Linked DNA regions of Danio rerio: region 2 is linked to region 1. Evidence: chromatin contacts called from public Hi-C data. All regions are on one chromosome and are shown on one strand. Each heading gives the region's core, a stretch centred on a gene start, on an enhancer-like site or on the middle of the called end of the contact. The rest is flanking DNA. Distances are from core to core; before and after follow the strand shown.

Region 1 (7,634 bases), core at 3,189-5,688:
TGAGGAGGAGTGTGTAGAAGAAGACTGCGGCAGTATCAGCGTCAGTGTCAGCGTCAGTGATCCGGACCTCGAGTGGGACCAGGTTGAAACCCAGGGGCCTGAAACAGGCTCTGTGGCCCTCTCGTTGTGCTCTGAGAGTCAGCTTTCTGCAGTAGGACCAGAGGACGTGGTGTTTCTGGAGCCCAATGTGTCTGATGAAGCCCTGGAGCTGAAGCCGGTGGAGCTGGATGGGGAGGAAGGCAGTCTGACCAGGCAGCTGGTGAGGAGGCTGACCTCGTCTGATATGCTGCCTGAGACCAGTGCTCTGAGCTGGGCTGGAGAGAACAGCAGGACTTTTATGGAGAGCAGTCTGGAGGAGGTCATTCAGTCGCTGCTCCTGCGGCTAGAGAGTTTAGGGCAGCGCTGCGGGGAACTGCAGGACCTGGAGCAGGAAGTCATGAGACTTGAAGACCTGCTCAAGGTGAATGAGCTCTCTGTGATCTTTACTTAAAAGAGTCAAGCCTGTGGGAACTTTGATGTCCAAACAATATCCAGTTAACATTGGCGTAAAAAAAAAAAAAAATGTCAAAAACGCAAATTGATTTGATGTCAAATCTGATTGACCACCAAAGTAAAAACACAAAAGTATTATAATATAAGCAAAGTTTAATTCAAACTTTACTTTGCGTTTTTACAATCAGTGTTGGGGAAACGCATTATAAGTAACGTGAGTTAAGTAATAAAACCAGTTTTTAAAGTAATGAGTAGGGCCAGACAGAATCTGCAGACATTTTGTGGTGAAGTTATAAAAAAAACTGAAGTATCATAACTAAAATCTTAATATATGAAATAAAAAATTATGTATTTTTGACTTTTATTTAATGTTTACAATGCAAATCCAATTGGATCCACTTATTTGGTAAGCAAAACAAGTCTCTCATATGATTTATCTTCTAAAAATTAAAACTATTACTTTGCAAACTGTATTGTAAATAAATTTACATACATTTACACAAGTAAATACATAGACTCAATGATGGGATAAAACTCTGCAGAAATCTGTGGATTTCTGCACGTGCAGATTCCGTGTGGGTCTAGTAATGAGTAAAGTAACTCATTACTTTTAAAAAATAAGTAAAAATATTTGAGTTACTTTTTAAAAATGTAATGCGAGTAACTTCTAAAGTTAATTCACTTTTAAAAAAATAAATTGCTGAATTAAAATTAATGTAGTCTTGAATCCTGGGCTAATGAGACAATACAGGAACCTACAGAAATTAAGATGGCAGAGCCCTACATTTCTGCAATGGAAATATTCTCTTTATTTGGAACATATGGAAGAAAAGGAAAAGAGGATTACATAAAAAGGACAGTTATTTTTACTTTTTTAAGACAAAAAAGTAGCAAATGCATTGCTTTCAGCTGTAATTAATTTGTAAATATGCCATATATAGCTCTGGGGTCAGGAAATTGATAATAATTTTTATGTTTTTTTTTTATGGAAAATTAAGTTCTAGAAGTGATCAAGCCTCAGCTAGGCCAAAAAAAAAAGCAAAAATAACTCAAAAGTAACATAACATTACTTTCCATAAAAAAGTAACTAAGTAAAGCAACTAGTTAGGGCTGGGTGATTTGGCCTAAAATCAAAATCTTGATTCATTGAACATTGAACACAGTTGATTACAATTAAAGAATGAAGGCTGAGCCAGGCCGCATGCAATCGCTTGGGAGAAGTATAATATAAGAATAATATAATAAGTATAAATCATATTATAATAAGTATATATTAGCCTTAACAGAGCAGGGTCACAAGACTCCACACACGATAGGTAAAGTTAAGTAAAAAAATTGACCTTTGATTGAAAAATTTGATCGATTATATGTTATGAATGTCAATTTCGATTACTTTTCGATTAATTGCCCAGCCCTACAACTAGTTACTTTTTTTGGGGAGTAACTCAATGTTGAAATGCATTACTTTCTAAAGTAACTTTCCCCAACACTGCCTACAATGCATCTAGCATTGTTGTCAAAAGATTTATCATAAATTGATTACAGGACAGTTCTGTAATAACTTTTTTTAAGTTGTTTTTTGACACCAATGTACGATGTCAATTTGATGTCGTTTTGATTTTATCGATGTGGTTTTGACATCAAGGTGCTGCCTATGACGGGCTTTTCAGTAATTTTTATATTTGTCGTTCTTGGTGCTGGCCCAGAAATTAAAATTCAGACACAATTTATGCACCCTCAAGTGTTCCCATTTCTTTTGGACACAAACCTTTTTTGAATAATGGTGGAAACCAGTAGCAATTGATTTTTGTAGTACTTTATTAATTCTATTTTATTGAACATTTTACATGTTTAACTATAGACAACAAAGCTTGAGATCCACCCAACAGAAAGGTAAAATATATTTAAAAATCAGGATTGATTTTCTTGTTGGCGCCATTTTGTTGGTATATTCCAAACTAATAATGTCCAGTAGTTAGAGTTTCCAAGAAAGATCAACTGGAGTGGATGGATCCAGTCATAGTTTCAGGAAAAGTTTTTGCAGCAGTCAGAACATTGGACAGAATCCTTGTTTGATTGATGGATAGAGCGAGTGATGATGTGTCCAGCAGGAGAAAACCTAATTGGTTGCACTGGATGACTTTTGTAGTATAGTTTAATACTATGGATGGTAATGGCTTCCAGTTTTCAGCGTTCCTCAAAATTGAAGTTCACATTTACTATTGCGAAGCAAACTTTGCTTGTTTCATTCAATAGGTATCCATCTGTAGTTTTGCACAAGGGTTAATAAGTTATGCATGCAAATTTCACCCATGTTCAATTTAGTCATATTCTTTGAGTTGACCTTCAGACACTACTTGGTTTGAAAGGGATTTTTGTATTAAAGGGGTAGTTCACCCAAAAAATGCTAATTTTCTCATTTGCTTGCACTTAAGTGGTTAACAAAGCAAAGCAAGATATTCTGACAAATGTTGGAAAAAACATTGACATCTATAGTAGGAAGAAAAAAAATAGAAAGGAAGTTAATCGCTGTTTATGTCTTCTTTTGTGTCCAACTGAAGAAAGAAATTTGAACATGTTTGAAACAAGTGGACAATGAGTAAATGATGACATTTTTTTTGTTGTTGTTGTTGACGAACACATTCGACTAAATTAGTTTCAGAATATAAATGCCTATGTGGTTAAGTACATTTAAAAACCCATCCTCGAGTGAAATCCACAAGTGTTCACAAGAGACACATCTGAATGGTTATGTGTATCGTCTGACCAAATCAGCCGAGACATGATCAGATCACTGAAAACACTTGATATGATATGGAAACAGAGACTAGTGACTTCTGTTTGGCCTATGCTTTAAACATGACTGCATTATTGACAATAGATATTTCATACTTTTTGTACCTGCGAAATTGATAATGCTACCCCACCTTTACTATTGATTAAGTATGAAGCTTAATCTGTTTAATAACCAACGTGAACTTAAAATAATAATTTATTGTCCACACTGATCTTGTGGTTCTTGAGTCTGGATTTTGATGCCGTTAGTCTTGATTTAGGACACTTGACTCTTGTACTCAGGACAGCTTGGATACTGTTACATCTGTCTAGCACAAGGGTGTCTAATCCTGCTCCTGGAGTACCAGTATCCTGTGTATTCTGGCTCCAACCAGCTCCAATACACTTTACTGTTAGTTTCCTAAGCATTTGGAAGGTGAACATGCAATCTTTAGCCAAAACATCCACTGCCAGAGGCTATTTTGTGATTTTCTGCAAGGTGCCTGACATGACCATGCTGATACGCTTTTTCCAATGGTAATACAGACCCTCGCAGCTAGTAAGAGAATCTCTGTGTCATGTAATCCTGAAGAACTTGATTAGCTGGAATGTTTAATTAGGGTTGGATCCAAACTCTACATGACAGTGGTTCTCCAGGGGCAGGTTTGACATACCAGTTCTACCACATTTAATTTAGCAAAAGTGCAATTTATACACTAAAAAACAAATAAACAAATAAATACATAGAGTTCTTACAGATTTAGTCTGATTTCTAGTCTAAAAATATTTGAATCAAGTAGCATTTTCTAGACAAAATAATGTCGTTTTCAGAAAGTCAAAAGTTTTTCCTTAAAACAAGCGAAGTAATCTGCCGAGTGGTAAGCAGAAATAAACTTGTTCACATTATTTTTTTACCCACCTGACAGATTATTTAGCTTTTTTTTTTCTGAAAATGCTTATTTGATTTAAGGATTTTCAGATATTTATATTTGAAATGAGTCAAACCCTCTGAGTATACAAAATTCTTACCCTCTGTGAACCATGCAGACATTTTTGTGACCTCATTGTTTTGAATAAGGCTTATTGTTTCTCCTCAGTGTCGAGTGCATGCCCATAGGAGCCGCTCATCAAGCCTCAGTTTGACGGTAGAAAGCGCTCTGGAAAGTTTTGACTTCCTCAACACCTCTGACTTCGATGACGATGACACAGGAGATGACGCTGGCACTCTCTCACGTGCTGTCTTCTTTGACATGGAGTCAGAGAGAATGGGGTGAGTTCAACATTACACCCTTTGCTGATCTGGGATGCATCTGAAACCACACACTTTCCTGCTATATAGTAAGCCAAAGACAACTATGTGACATAAGAGGTTTATATGAGTTAACGCTTGAGTAAATTTCAAATACCTACTATTTTCTCTTGTGAGATTCTAAGGTGTGTCTGTAATATATAATTTATTATCCCGCTAGTAGACCAAGGCAGAAGATTTGTAAATGGCATTAAAGCTGGGGTCTCAAACTGCCAGCCCGCGGGCCTTTTACAGCCTGCCTTCCTCCTCCCACCGGCCTGCAACTGACGTTAAAAATATAACGAGATTTGGCCCACCAAAACATTTTTTGAACCACGTATGTGCTCTATTTTTACTAAAGCTCTATCTTTATGAATATTCAAGGGTCTTTTGATTATTATCAGTTTTATACCACCTGTAATTTGTTGTGCAAACACTTCTTCATGGCTTACATGTTATGCTGGTGGTGTAACAAAGATGATAATTTTGCTAATATTCGATTCAAATGGTCTCTTTTAATAGATTTTCCCCATTAAATATAGATTATGCTTATTAGGATTTGCATAAAAATAAAAACTATGTACATTAGTAAAATTATACAGCTGGTTGAGTTGAACTTGTTAAAGGAAAGGTGAATATATACTTACTTTTCCCCTCTTTGCTTTTCCAAAAAAAATAAAAAAACAAAGATTGAGAAGAACAATTGCTGTTAAAGTAACTTAAGTAACCCAGACTGCTTTCTGTTGTTCTTATGCTACTGGGACAATACAATTGGTTGGGGCAGAATAATAATAATTATGCCTATTATTTGTAGCAATTTAAACAACCCCTTCAATATGTACAACAAGAAACAAAAAGCTAGAGTTTTGACTACATATACTCTGTGGAAGAATGATGCTCGGCCATACACATAACAGCCACAGATATTTCAGCAGCTGATGTGTGACATGATAAACATGCTGATATGTGTTATCACTAACAGGTAATGCTTAAAATATAAACGTCATCTGTTGTCCTAAGATGCTTCAATTACATCAGGTTTCCACAAAACGGCCCTCTTATGAATTGTCGGTCACTGAAATGGCCCTCTGCCAATTTGAGTTTAAAACCCCTACATTAAAGGGATACTAACTAATAGTCGTGATGATGATTTATAGAGACAGTGCATAACATGTCATAATCGGCAACCGGGGGCAGAACAATCCAAGATGGATTGACATTAAATTGTATTGCAGGAAGCTGCCTCCGTCATTTTTGATCAATAGCAAAAACAAAACAATATCTAAAAACTGCTATGCTAAGTTGAACAGTAAAATAGCTAAAAAAAAAAACCCTACATTTTTTAGGCTGTCAACCCCTAAAACAAGCATTTAAAGGTGCTGTGTCTAAGTTTTTCACTCTTCTAAAGCATAAAAATACTATAATGTTTGCAGAAATCTAAGAAACATGCTAAGTGAGCTAGCAATTATCTGAAAAACAAGGCTAAAGTCAGATAATCTGCTTTGAAAATGTTATATATGATATCTGACTTTCCAGTAGTAAAATGTCCACCTTACACACAGGCCTACTGAGTGTCAGGACCCCACAATTTACCCATTCTTCCAGCTGATGCTTCACGTCCATTGCCTCCCTGCAGAAAAATCCAGCTTAAACCAGCCTAGGCTGGTTGGCTGGCTTTAGCTGGTCGTCCAGGCTGGTTTTAGAGGGGTTTTGGCCATTTCCAGGCTGGTTTTCAGCCATTTCCAGCCTGGTCTTAGCTGGTCAGGCTGGAAACTGACCAGCTAAAACCAGCTTGACCAGCCTGGTTTAAGCTGGACATAGCTGGTTTTGACTGGGCTCCCAGCCTGGCTAGGCTGGTCAAGCTGGTTTAAGCTGGTCATCTTCCAGCCTGACCAGCTAAGACCAGGCTTGAAATGGCTGGAAACCGGCCTGGAAATGGTCAAAACCCCTCTAAAACCTGGTTTAAGCTGGATTTTTCAGTAGGGCTGGATCCACATTTGTCACCCTTAAACCGCTAGCTTTTATGGTTTGGTAGCTTATAAAACTTAGCTCTGTTTTTTTTTAGCTTGTTTGGAGTAGTACACCATGTCACATGGCAGTTTTGGGCATTTTTTGTAATATGTTAGGAATGACGAAAGCAGCTTGCAGCAATAGAGAGTCAAAGGAGAGGATTATTTATCCGTTTAAAGACGTAGCTATAGTTTCTCCCAGTGACTCATACTTGTGATTTTGCATTATGCAGTGCCCTCTATCGGTGACAGGATGTCTTTACATGTCCAACAGGTCAGGTCAACATCCAGAAGCGCGAGGCCATCTGAGTGAAGCCCTCACAGAGGACACAGGCGTGGGGAACAGTGTGGCCGGCAGCCCTTTGCCCCTCACGACAGGAAACGAGAACCTAGACGTAGCCGTCGTCATTCATCTGCAATACTGCAATCATCTCATTCAGGTGAGTCAGGGTGTCCGCAATTCACAGCTTAATTTCTTTATTCTCTGGTGATTTTCTTTGACTGTAACATTGAACATGGTCCCTCAACAGCGGATGTATGGCATAGACAGTGTATAATTTAGTTTTGTTGTTTTAAAATGCTGATGTTTCTCTATGTATGGGATGCAGTTGTTGACTTCAGGAGGAAGCCAGTCACAGCATAAGACATACCTGCACAAACTAGCAACTCAAACTCTGCTGTTGGAGGAGCTCAGTGAGAGGAACTTTGACAGACCGAGCAGCTGCACTTCAGTGCCTGATGGTGAGCGTAATTTACAAACATTTTAATGTTATGGTTTGACAGGATAAGGCCTGTCACGATAATGAATTTTTGTTGTGCGATATATTGTCACAGAAATTCTTGCGATAAGTGAAATTTTTATCATGGCATAAGAAAGCCAAACAAACTGTTATGCTACATAAAATTATTATTCTCCCATCTTCTTTTTCTGGGACTAATTTCTATATGCATCTCCTCCTAGACCATTCATATTACAACCACCAAACTTACTCCAAACCTCCCAACTGATCTGACTTTTGGTTTTCTAAAAACTGAGAGAATTTGGAAAAGTCCAATTGACTTAACATTGG
Region 2 (7,634 bases), core at 2,042-4,541, 140 kb before region 1:
TGTCAGAGAGGCAGAGGGAGTTGGGTTCCCCTGACTCATGCATAAAATATAGATCTCAGGCAACGCAAACAGCCTTGTTGAGACGACGGATACGCAGCCAGACAGACCGTCTTCTTTGAAAACCGGACAAAGACCCTCAAAGGGTCCAGTGTTTGCTTTGGATATGAACTCATGGTTGGGGAACAAGTGGAGAAGATTGGGCTGACGCTGGTCGATGACGTCCTGTGGGCTCAGTCTGGCCCACAGCCATGGAACTGTCACGAAAGCTCCAATGGATCCGCGAGCGGCCCTGGAGGGCCCGGGCCCGTCACAGGAAGTTCAACAGTGAGTGTGATATATTCATGTATGTGTGTGAAAGAACATGTTGATAGGGTTAGCTCAGTGTAGATAGCCTATACATTTTTTTAAATGAAGGTGATTTATTGGCCAGGTGGGTCCATAAAAAAACATCACAGAAAGTTATGTGAATATAAAAAGAACTTGTTAGAAAAATTGTTGACTAAAAAGTTTGCTGTGGAACCTGTGACCTCATTTTAATCTTTTATTTTTAAGAGTGTAAAAGGCTGCTGAAATGGTCTATTATGCTCCATGCAACATTGATAAAACATTCAAATGAGTTAGAGTCCCCCCCGTACATTTGCATTTAGGTCTGTGTTCACATTTGTGTGTGAAGAAAAGTGGAGAAAGCATGAAGGGAGTGTGAAGGCATATATCATCCACAATGGCTCCTCTTCTAGCTCTGAGGTAAACACCATGGGTGTTTGGGATCAGGTGTTGGTCATGCTTTGACTCACACTGCGTGCTCTGATTGGCTAAAGGCCAGCACTGCTGATTGGAGATGGGTTTTTCTTTTTCTTTAGATTAATGGCAGACTTGTTTAACCATTGGTTTGCACAGATTTGAAATAACAAATAGTAGAATGTCTTTAGGTATGAGACGCTTTTCAAGATACATCGTGTATAAATCAAGGTTATAAAACTGCCAACATTTTCTGTTATACCATTCCTACGGTATATATTGGATTTTTTTAAACTTTTTTTTGTTTGTTTGTTTGCTTATTTGTTTTTTTAGGACAACAGTATCTCTTGCAGAAAAAATCCCAACAAGTCGTTTTAAATGGTAAAGAAATCAGTGTTTTGAAACTAATTAAAACAGCAATGATTCATTTGAATTATGTAGCCTGACATGTTTACTGGTCCAAAATATTTTGAATGTTTCTCATCATAAAATATGTCGAGTTCAAAGGGGGAAAAGTTTTAGTTTTTTTCCCAGACATTTTAAAGAACATACTCAGCAGTAACCACAATACTGTAAAACCATGATATTTTTATCCAGACTTATCATAACGTCAGAATCTTATCCATCATCAAAATCTAAAGTGTTGACCTACAACACTAATCAATGGCCATCAAATCAAAATGCTACCCTTGCTTAAAGACCTTTGATCTCAAAGGGATCAAGTTTTGCCTGGCTACACACTGTAAAACTTGTTACTGCCAAAAAATATATGCTGGATTAGTTGGTGGTTCATTAAGCCGTGACGACCTCTAAAATATAGTCTAACCAAAGGAAAATGAATGAACATGTTAAAGTAACAAACAGTTGCAGGCAAAACTAATTCAAATGGACTATTTAAAACAGTCGACGGCCCTCTCGTAATTTCTTTCAGAACATTCAAATGTACATAACACAAAGATGCAGGATTTCAATTTTTTTCAGCATGTTAATATTTAGCAATATTCAAACAATAGGATATGAGAGGCTGTGCCAAATCCATAATGCCCAATCAGTCTTACCTAATTACTTTACTGCTCTAATTTTATCTTTTAAACATAAACATTTAAAAATGTGTCAAACATAAGTTTAGAAGATTTCAAAACCACATTTTGTATTGTCATTTGATGGCTAATGTTTGGTTGCAAATATGTTAGTTCCTTGAGAGAGGATAATATATGACATTTCTAACTTTGTGTCAGAGTTGTCTTTTTCTGCAGTCTTGTGGCTGAGAGAGAGAGAGAGAGAGAAAGAGAGAGAGAGAGAGGGCAGAAGACATGTGATAGCTAGAGATAGGCAGGCACTGCAGCACATGTGTGCATTAGCCTGAGTAGACTGACAGAGAGTTTGAAAGGAGCAGTAAATGACGAGGTTTACTTTGCCCATAATCACCATAAGTTACTGTAAGCGTTTGTCTACACAACCAAGTACAAAATATGCAAATATGGCCAACTTAGAAACGTCTTAATGCATTTTATTGTGACATTTAAGCTGAAGGATGGTAATTACGACATAATTACTGTATGTTTCACTGTGATTTAACTGCAGGGGACGCTATTTGGTTAGCCACAGCTTAGTCTGCTTGTACTCAAGCGATGATGGTTTGGCTCAGATGAGCATAATCCTGTGAAATTAATCAGATGTTTATTAAATAGGACATGATGCTGATTCGCTGGTACTTTTGTCTGAATCTCGCCTCCCCCATGTCAGAATTAGTACAGCACTAACCCTGTTTTTAATACCGCCAAGGAAAGCAGAGAGAGAGAGAGAGAGAGAGAGAGAGAGATAGAAACAGAGAGATGAAATCCTGTTTTAAGTGTGACAGAATAGATTTAGTTCAGGCTCATCAGCCGAGTGTCCCGTGACAACAGCAAGAGCCCATGACCTCAGAATGCCTCATGGCTAATTAAGGGCAGATATGTTTTAGCTTAGCAGCAGAGGTGCAAATCATTTGCCTACACACCGAAACATAACTGCTTCTCTGGGAATGTTGACCATGTGCCATGAATTCTGCCTCTGTCACTCCTAGATTATTAATTTCCATCTGCTTCTCATTTGGGGAGAGTCTGATCTCTGCTATGCTATCTCAGACATAGCATTTGTCTGCCTTTTTCACAGATGTTGTACATTCGCTGATTTGACATGTTCTGAAGTGTTATTTTAGGCATCTTCTAAACAGATGCAGTTAGAAAAAAAGGCTGCTAGTCTAACTGTTGGGACATCAAGAAGCGTAACAAATGCAGGGTGTAGTACAGTGAACACACCATATGAGATAAAAATGATCAACAATGAGTATTAAGCAGTCTCCTATGTCAATTAGATGAGGGGAAACTGAAGTGAATGTAGTTTCAATTCTGCATTTAATCCACGGTACTGTAAATTCAGTATTGTAATTACCGTAATTTCAAGATTAAAAGCACATGTTTTATCCGGAGCTGCTCATGTTGTTGGATTTAGGATTTTTTAATGTTTGAAAAGCTGTAAATATTTTATATTTCTCAGAGAATTTACAATTTGTATTCACCAGGTGTACAGTAGACTTAAATACTGTTAAGTATTGCCTACTTTGAGTTTTACATCAGGCATAAGTGAAGTTAATTTCTAAACTAATTTAGAGAGGATCTTGTGCTTGTGATTGATCACGGCTGATCCCTCTTTAGCTAACATATGGAATGACCAATCAGATTCATTCATTGTAATGTAATGTAATGTGTATTTATATAGCGCATTTATTGTGTATGGCCATACACCCAAAGCTCAGGACAACGGCGCCAGTGCGCTTACCACACACCAGCTATTGGTGGAGTGGAGAGACAGTGATGGAGTTATTTTGGTGGAAGGGGAGGATTGGGAAACCATGAACGTAAGGGCCGATAGAGGGACTTTGGCTGGGACACCAGGGTTACCCCCCTGCTCTTTAATGAGAAGTGCCATGGGATTTTTAATGACCACAGAGAGTCAGGACCTTGGTTTAACGTCTTATCTGAAAGACGGCGCCCACTGACAGTATAGTGTCCCCTTCACTTTTACTGGGGCATTAGGACTCACACAGACCACAACCCCTGCTGACCTCACTAACCATACTTCCAACAGCAACCTAGTGTTCCCTAGTGGTCTCCCATCCAGGTACCAACCAGGCTCAGCCCTGCTTAACTTCAGTGAGTAACCGGTCTTGGGCTGCAGAGTGATATGGCTGTGGCAATATCATTGGTTCATTTTCTTTTCGGTTTAGTCCCTTTAAAAATCTGGAGTCACCACAGCGGAATGAACCACCAACTCATCCAGCATATCGTCACCTTGGAATTATAAGGTTGTATCTGCATTCTGAATGATTTTGAGATATTGAGCTTCAAAGTTTTTGCATTTCATAGCGAACAGTATGTGTGTAACATTTGTTTTTTTTCAACAAAAATATTTTAATAACTCAATTTGGACAAAAATGTCAGATAGAACCTTATTATTTTAAGGTGACAATATATTTTTCAATAAGCGGATGCCTTTCCAGCCGCAACCCATCACTGGGAAACATCCATACACACTCATACACTACAGTCAATGCGCTCCGGTTTTCCCCCACAGCCCAAATACATGCAGTATAAGTGAACTGAATGAAGTAAAATGGCTGTAGTGTATAAGTGCATGTGTAAATGCAAGGGCGTATGGGTGATTCCCAGTAATGGGTTGTGGCTGGAAGGGCATATAAAATATGCCGGAATAGTTTGTGGTTCATTCCGCTGTGGATAAATCATGGACTAAGCTGAAGAAAAATTAATAAATAAATTACATTCCAATATGTCTAAGCATGTATGCAGATGCCACAATATCAGGCCTGTAGTCAGGGGGGGTTCGGGTGGTTAGGAAAACAAAGGTCCAAAATTTGTCCCATACATGTGCTCATTTGTCCTATTTTTTACTGCTGTGCCTTAATAAATTGTGAAAATAACACATCGAAAAAGGCTTTAAGACCAAGCAGAATCCTGTGTTGGCTATCAGTACAGAATAAGGTACACTGAATTTGGCAATTTTTGTGCCAAATTCAATGTCCCAAATTTGGACTGAGGAAAGTTGAATGTGCTGTCCAGTTTGTTATTTGCCTCATAAAACAATCTTTTTTAAATTTAATAACAGATTCCTATTTTTTCTAATGATATATGAAGTGATAAATAAGGTTTTTTAAATTAAGTATTGTATTTTTGTGTATATATTATTCTATTATTTCTTTATTTTTTAGGAAATGTTTTTGATACATAAAAAAGTGTGATCATGTGACAAGCTAATCCAACAAAAAGTGCTTAAAATGCAGAATTTAAAGCTCAAAATTAAACAGAAAATGAGGCGAATAACTGCAAAGAAACTTTTTGAAAGAAAAGAACTAAGCCTTTCACCAGGCTGGCTACGGGCCTGAATATCTATAAATTCACATTGTGATGTATAATGCCTCCAAATACCATATCCCAAAGACATGTCAGTCAACTTAATGTTGGCAATCCTACATTTGCAAAAAAAAGTGTGAGAAATCATTTCTTTTTGGCTAGTTTTATTTATTTATTTATTTAGTGAAAACAGTAACACATTTAACAAAATTGGTTTGTCTAGCGATTGCTTTTAAACACTTCAGTAAAGTATTTCATCAGCCTGAAGTGTTTGGTGACATTTAAATACATGTCTCAAACCGATACAAAGGATTGTCTCCATATTTGTGTTGTGTTTCGGTTGTGTCATAAAATAATGCCACTGTCCTTCACTGTGGTGTTTCTGCATCTCTTTTGTGTATATAAAGAGACTGACAGCTCGCCGTGCACTGTAGATAAAAAGATAATCTGCGTGAATTAAACTCCGCTCCACCCGTATTTAAACTAATTGTTAGGAACGCCTCACCATTTCTTACAGATGAAACACACACACATAGCTTTGGGGGGCCTTATTTCATTTCAAAGACTCCTTTCATCTTTGTGAAGAGTGGATCTGGGTAGTCTGGGCTATTATTTCTAGCCTCACATGTAGACATGTTGAAGAGGTGTTTGTACCAGCAAGACAAAAGGCGGCAGGACTGGATCCTCTCCACATGAGGGGCTTGAAGGTGTCTGAGGGGTGGCGAAAGACCCCACTGTATCACAGCCTGTGGTGTCTTTGGGGACAAGAGCTGTCTGCTGTCTGACTTCACCTGCAGAGACGGCCTTTGAAGAGAACAAAAAATACAGCGCACCAGAAACTGGAAAAGCATAATGGGTGAAACACCAGCAGAGCGTCTGGCTATATAGAATCCATTGTTGCCGGAGTTAAAATGCAGGCTGGCTCGCTTCAATTTCCTCCAAGGCTCTTGTTGAAGATTTGGATAAAGGTGCGATATTGATTCACACTTGAGGAAAAGACAGGCCTTTGTAAAGAGTAAAGCCTTCCGACAAGACAGACTGCGTACATCCTCAAAGAGATGCCTGATTGGGGTGATTTATCGGATCTGCTCAACATTGATTTTCACCCCGATTGACCCCAGAGACTTTTTCAAGGTCTTGATCAGTCTTTAAGATAAGTAAGATTGACAGAATTCGTAAATACCTCCTTTAGTGTATATGTTAGTCTTAAAGTGGTGGTTATTCAAAAAACTATATAGACTGTAGATGTTTGTGTTACATACCAATGACAGAAATTTTTTTTTTTTTTTAAATAAATAACATTAAATGTCTAACGTTGTTCATTATAAACAACATTGAGGGATTCTTGGAAACACTTGGTCAGTCTTGGAAAGCTATCAAAAGATAAAAATTAAAAATAGATGTACATCCCAAAACCAGAAAAAGTTGGGACAGTTTGGAAAACGCGAATACAAAAAGAAAGAGGTGATTTCTACATTTACTTGTTTTTTATTGTAGACAATACAACAAACATTATTTCAAGAGTTCACACTTAGCTGATGATTGATTATAAAGCTTGTTTGGCATGCTGTCCCGGCAGAGCCCATGTGCTCATAAGATCCTCAAGCCCGGGGCCCCCTCCCATTTGCAAGGCAAGAGGGGAGTTTGAGCTCAGGTAGATCTCGAGAACTCCCCTGCTTTAGAGGCTAATGAACAGATAGTGATTGCTCTTAAGAGATATCTATTTACTGGGAGCCCGTCTATGGTGTCGATTTGGATTAGTCAATTAGCTTAAGTTGCATGTTTTTGTATGGTGGGGGGAACCCGGGGGAAACCCACGTGAGCACGGTAAGAACATGTAAACTCCACTCAGAAACGTCGGCTGGCTTGGTAAGGACTAGTACCAGTTACGATGTTGCTGTGAGGCAACAGTGCTAACCACTGGGCCACCATGCCACCCATCTAGGAAAGGAGCAGGGGTGGAAGGGGGGATTCCTCAAAAAAAGATGGCTGTTATATTGATCTTAGGGTATTTAAAGTGGCTTAGAAATAGTTTGATTTGTGAATCATAAATTGGATAATGTGGAACTAGCCGTAAGCAATCATAAGCATGTGATCCTCTTGAATTTAGTTTATAAATAAACTTTACTTGATGTGTCCTTCGTGATTGTTATAGTTTGCATTTTTAGTTTTAGAATAAACATGTAGTCTAATTTTGCAACCAATTCCTAAAAAGAGTTAGGACAGGAGCAATTTCGGGCTAGTAATCAGGTAATTAGGTTAAATAATGATGAGTGATTTGAAACAGGTGATGTCAACAGGTGATTGTAATTTTCATTTGGTACAAAAGCAGCATCCAAGAAAGGTCAAGTCAAGAGATGCCCAAAGTAGGGCCCACGGGTCAAAGTAACTTTTGTTTTGGCCCACTGTCCCATCTGAAAAGAGGGAGAAGGGATGTGAAAGTGGGATGGGAAGGTGGTTTGGGCAAATACCTTTGCCAGAGATTGT

The links. A called contact is a pair of places that touch in the nucleus more often than the background predicts.
Region 2: a contact with region 1 is called in a Hi-C map of skeletal muscle, with 4 times the contacts expected there. The contact joins two enhancer-like sites. A contact is called at or near these places in 7 of 18 Hi-C or Micro-C datasets (caudal fin, embryo, hematopoietic stem cells and 2 more) and 1 of 4 datasets of contacts at active chromatin or transcription factors (caudal fin).

Annotation. Positions count from the first base shown.
Region 1 is chr19:34,055,930-34,063,563 of GRCz12tu, reverse strand. ripor2 (RHO family interacting cell polarization regulator 2) reads left to right here. Exons shown (of 23, transcript NM_001045026.1): 14 at 1-460; 15 at 4,365-4,537; 16 at 6,839-7,004; 17 at 7,173-7,305. Among named protein-coding and RNA genes, the nearest start is that of gmnn, 24 kb to the right of the region's middle. Within about 2 kb of position 4,438, at least 5 of the 62 cell types and tissues checked have an H3K27ac peak or open chromatin away from gene starts, as enhancers often do. A contact at or near this core is called in skeletal muscle, where this site is marked.
Region 2 is chr19:34,193,293-34,200,926 of GRCz12tu, reverse strand. It overlaps a transcript of ripor2 not described here. Among named protein-coding and RNA genes, the nearest start is that of si:dkeyp-120h9.1, 29 kb to the left of the region's middle. Within about 2 kb of position 3,291, at least 1 of the 62 cell types and tissues checked has an H3K27ac peak or open chromatin away from gene starts, as enhancers often do. A contact at or near this core is called in skeletal muscle, where this site is marked.